Linked DNA regions of Zea mays: region 1 is linked to region 2. Evidence: chromatin contacts called from public Hi-C data. All regions are on one chromosome and are shown on one strand. Each heading gives the region's core, a stretch centred on a gene start, on an enhancer-like site or on the middle of the called end of the contact. The rest is flanking DNA. Distances are from core to core; before and after follow the strand shown.

Region 1 (2,700 bases), core at 128-2,627, 190 kb before region 2:
CTGCAAAATTGTACCTGGGTAATGGTCCAAATATGAACTGCCCATCTCTTCGGTAGGATAGAATTTTGTTTCGTTGCGGACCTGCCGCAGCTTCATTAACGGAGTACGGATAGTAACCGTGTCAAACAATCTATAGTATTCCTTCCGAGCAACTGGTTTTGTAAGGGCCTTGATCAACCTTCGCTTGAAATCTGAATCTGGCCTTCTTGTGATATGTGTAGGCCATATAATACCTAGTTCCTTTTCTACCTTTCCCCCCTATATAAGATGAACAGGAAGGAAGAGCAAATCAAATGCAGCAATTATGTCAAACATCATCTGTTTTAGAAGAATACAGAAATTAAAATATATATTTCTTCAAGTAACTTCAATGGGACATTTCGATCCACGTTCTGAAAGAAAGTTGAGAAAGGCACACCTTATGTAAAAGAAACGTACTGGGCTACTGGCATATTTTTAATTTTTATTCTTATCTGATACAGCTCCTGGCCCAAGCTGCCAAGCACGGATGTACAGAAATGAAAATACTTTAGGGACTGAGAGCTAATAGGTACTGTATACTGTTATTCCTTATCCCGAAGGACAGCATGAGCTAGTGCCAAACTGACAGTGACACGCAGTTGTGAGTATCAGAATTTCTCACCGAATTAGTAGGGGGTGCACGACGGCCATCGCTTGAGCTCGCCTCCCAATACGCGCCCTTCAGCGCGCTTGCATCCGACAGCCCCTCATCTCCGCCATCGTTCACCTCACGCCGTGGTGATGGATCCGCACGCCAATCGGACGCGTTCTGCTCCGAAACAGCCGTCGCTGGAGCACCGGAGGCGACCTGATCGCTCCCCGCTGCAACACTGATCCCTTCCCCCGGCGAAGCAAAAACCGCCTCTTCCCCCCGCTGCGTATCCTTCTCCCCCGGAGATTCCACAGCAACCGGGTTATCGTAGTTGACGACGACGCCCCCGATCTCCAGAACCAATTGGCCGTCCACAACGCGCGTGTGCTGCAGGAAGAGGCGGTAGTCCTCGTCGACGTCATGGAGACAATCGTACCACGCGGGTCCCGTCTCCAATGACGCCGACTCCACCGGTTCCCTCTCGTCTTGCGCGCTGCGGTTGCCGCTGAGGCGGCCCTGGGAGGGATCGGAGACGCACTCGCCGTCGGAGGGGCTGGCGAACGGGGTCTCGTACTTGATGAGTGATGGCGGGGAGTCGCCGTGGGAGGGGAGCTCGAGGGTGTAGGAGTCACCGTCGATGCGGATGTGTTCGAGGAAATAGAGGTAGTCCGGGTCGGCGTCGCCGGCGGGGAGGTCGCCCCCGGCGAACGGGGAGCGGAGGACCGGCATGGTACCGGCGGTCTTGGGGTGCCAAAGGCTTTTAGTGGGCTCGAAGCTGCTCGGCGGTGAAATGGGAGCGGCTGGCTTTATAGAATGGGTTTCGTAACTCCTGTGGGCTCTCCCATTTTTCGGCCGTATGACCGATACACTGTGGTTCCCAAGACGGGCCGAACGACTATGATACTGTGGCCCATGGTAGTTTCGTCTCTGCAGTAGCAGTACGCCTATTCACAGTTTCCTCCTAAAGTTTGATATTTTCTCTCTCTTTAGCCCTAGTTTGGAAACCCTATTTTTTCAAATGATTTTCATCTTTCAAAGATAAATTAATTCGTTTTTTCTTAAAAACATAGAAAATTCTTGGTAAAATGGAGTTTCCAAACTACTCCTTAAGTTAATTCACTCCTAAACAGCCATTACAAGTGACTTCATCCTCAGATCTTGGCAAATCACATGGTTTTGTCTATTTTGTGGCGAACATCGGTGCTATCTGCTATGGATGTCATTTATTTTCTAGGAAAATAGTGGTGCAATGATACTACGGCCATGTTTGGTACAGGTCTCATTTATTATAGAATCTCAATGTTAACCAAACAACTTGTGTATTTTGCATTGTATTTTGTGCATATAATTTCATTCGGTATCTTTTCTTAGGCTTATAAACAGACTTGTATTGGATTTTATGTAGTATCTAAGGAGGTTTAGTTCTACCAAACTAAAGTATATTCTAAGTCACATAGAATGCTTAAATGACAATTGAGAGTATTAAATATAGTCATAAATACAAAACGATGAGACAAATTTATTAAGTTTAATTAAGCATGTACTCTCTCTATTCCAATTTATAACTCATTTGACTTTTTACATCATATTTGGCTGACTCTTCTTTTAAAAAAATATAATTATTGTTAATTTTTACTATGATATCATATAACATATAATATACTTGAAGTATGACTTAGAATTTTTCATTTTTTCGCAAAAAATGAATAAAATGAACCAGTAAAATGAATTATAAATTAAGACAGTTGGAGTATTTAATACTTAATATTCAAAGACTCGAGGTGACACATTAAACTTTAATCGATCAAACATACCCTAAATTTTGAGAATCCATGTGATCCAAACAAGCCTGTTGGTCCTTGTCAACTACTTGACGGAGAGAAACGGGTCTGGCATCCCAACAAGGGCTCTCATACTACGGTGGTGTTTGAATGCACTGGAACTAATAATTAGTTGACTAAAAATTATTAATAGAATTAGATAGCTAATAAATAGCTACCTAACTATTAACTAATTTACCAAAAATAGTTAGAGTGTTTGGATGTATCAACAATTTTAGCCACTAACTATTATCTCTAGTGCATTCA
Region 2 (2,700 bases), core at 74-2,573:
TTCTTCAACTTATACCTGTTAGAATTACTGGTGCTTAGGATCGATTCCTAAGTCCCTAGAATACCAATCCGTCTGTAACTCAAAGTAAAATCTTGATGACGTGTAGATCTGATCTACTATCTACTGAGAGGAACGGGGAAACACACCTTTATTGTTGTTGCTATCTTCATACCGTCGCCCTGCAGAGAAGCAGCAGGCATCGGGATCCGAGCCGCTGTAGGTTGTCGCGTTTCCAAACACTCCGACGCCTAGGCGATGGGGCCTCTGAGGACTAGGGTTTTGGGGCGAGGTACTAGCGTTAGTCTTTCCTGCGACCCCTTAGTCCTATATTTATAGCGTCGTGTGCCTGGGGGCTCCAACCGAGGTTAGCGTGGGCCCTCCCAATCAAGGGCCCATTTAAAGAGATAGATAGTTAGGTTTAGCCCAATCCGGTCACTGATGACCAGCTGTAGAGGACACACCCAACAATACCAGCCAGACAATAGAACGCTGAACGCGCACCGGTCCGGTGCTGGCCTTGTGCGGATGGATCAGTCGGCCGCGTGAGAGCTTGTTCGGTTACAGCAATCTAGAGGGGATTGAAGAGGTTTAAATTCTCGTCTAGTCATTTTTAACTAGGAGGAGATTTTAATCCTCTCTAATCCTCCTCTAGATTGGTATAACCGAACATGCCCAACGGGATCGCCGCAGTATCTCCACTCCAGACTGCGGCGGGGCTCTGTTTCGTCAGTAGGTTCAAGGGTAAACCTTGCACAGCACAGCACTTCGGATTGTGACTAGACATGACATGTGCTCAGGCCGAGGCTGCTACTTGCTCTAGGACAGGTTCCGATCCACATCTGAGAAAGCAAGCCCGGCCAAAAATGCACTTTTCAGCCACGAAAAAAGACGAGGGCATTAGCAGGCGTCTGACCTACTACACTGTACTCTGCAGTAGCATTTGTACTAGCTACGGAAAAAAGAAGAAGCTGTGAACAGAACAGATACACTGAAGACCGCAGTATGTTTGTTGTGTGTTGTGTAAGCAAAGCAAAGCAAAGCAAAGCAAAGCAAGCAGCAGATTGACAGTGACTTACACTTACACCTAACCACCCAGGCACCTCCCACAAGCGATTTGTTATGTCCTACTAACTAGCTAACGGATCCTCCATGCCATCGGTGGATTCAGGTCCCAGACCCTGGCGTATCCGAGCTTGGGGGCAACATGGGTTATTATTAAAGGAGGATCCGTAATGAGGTCACCCGTGACCTCAATCGAAAGGTATTTTTGGTGAACCAATCCAGTTGCGCCTGATTATATATATAAGCCAACCATGGGGGACCATGGTATGGTCTAGAACCGTATGCGTACTTTATCAGTAAACTGCCCATGATCTAGCAGTGGTCCAATGTTTGTCCTAGACTCCTAGGGGGAAAAAAGATCTGCACTTTGTGCTGTGCTGTTTCTTCTTCTTGTTGTTGTTGTACGTAGCGCCGAGATTTCCCAGCACCGCTTGCGATTTAGAAACCCACAGTTTGTTCTTTTTCGTTTAGGGGATGGTTGTACACTGCTGCTGCTTCTTACTAATGATACAAAGGAGAGGTGAAGTTCGCAGTTGCTGAGATAGACAGATGAGAGAGAAGGCAACGCTAGCTACCGCGACAAGGAGGAAGATGAGCAATCTGGAAAGCACGGCATCAAGCAAGTTGTAGCCTTGTAGTTTTAGGAGTGTCCTTATTGCGACTTTGTCACCCTGAGGCTATCCGCAGTCGCGACTGCAAACAGGAACTGTAAATTTTTACAGCTCTCACAAACGATGCAGCGGCGGACTGCAACAGGAACTGTAAATTTTTACGGCTCTCAGGAACTTCACAGCTAGCGCACCTTCTGCGGTGGACTGAATAATCTCCCTCCTCTTTCTATTGGCTGCTAGTTGGGTGTGGAAAGGAAAGAGGTGAAAATAAATAATAGAATATATGGTATATGGTATAGGGTAGATATTTAGAGTAAATATGACCGCGGAGTATTATGGGATAGGGTAGAGAATCTCGCTGACCAGGATGAAATATTCCTTTTAGAGTAGAAATTTAGGGTTCTATGAGTGCGGATAGCCTGATGACCTGAGCGCTCCCATGCGGCCATGTCTGATGAATTATGGCGGCCCATCCGCTGCCATCAGCAAACGCCCACGAATGGCCAATCGTTGCCCAGCAGCAGCGGGCTTCAGTATTCGTCAACCAAATTGTCAGGTAACGTGGTGCGGTAGCCTTATGTCCGAAAAATCCTAGAAACAAAATTCCATTTTTTCCTCCAAAATTTTATATAACGAGTGAACGTACTAAAGAGGCTTCGGCTTGGTTATACTTCGCGCGAAGAGGCATTTTCCTTCCATTGTGTTATGGTTAGAGCAGTTTGTGTAATTTGTCTTTTTTTGTCCCTTGAACTTGTTCTTGTCTTTGCCGGTATTTTTTTGCGTCTTTTAGAGCTAGTTTGAAAACTATATTTTTTTGAGGGGTTTTTATTTTTCTAAGGGAAATTAGTTTATTTTTCCTAAAAAAAATAAGAATTCCTCGGAAAAATGTAGTTAGGAACTCCATTTTTCCAATGGATTTCTGTATTCCTAAGGGAAAATGAACTAAATTCCTTTGGAAAAATGAAAATTCCATGAAAAAAATGAGGTTTTCAAACTAGCGCTAAAAAAATCTATAAGTCTATTAACG

The links. A called contact is a pair of places that touch in the nucleus more often than the background predicts.
Region 1: a Hi-C map of tassel shows a contact between it and region 2, with 2.4 times the contacts expected there. The contact joins the promoter of LOC100381913 here to the promoter of LOC103646136 in region 2. A contact is called at or near these places in 3 of 25 Hi-C or Micro-C datasets (ear, leaf and tassel).

What each region holds. Positions count from the first base shown.
Region 1 is chr2:23,544,287-23,546,986 of Zm-B73-REFERENCE-NAM-5.0, reverse strand. It overlaps LOC100381913 (required to maintain repression 2), which reads right to left and starts at 1,377. Exons shown (of 4, transcript NM_001174690.1): 1 at 644-1,377; 2 at 15-258. The coding sequence starts at 1,342.
Region 2 is chr2:23,349,240-23,351,939 of Zm-B73-REFERENCE-NAM-5.0, reverse strand. LOC103646136 (B-box zinc finger protein 20) reads left to right here and starts at 1,323. Exons shown (of 3, transcript XM_008670855.4): 1 at 1,323-2,700.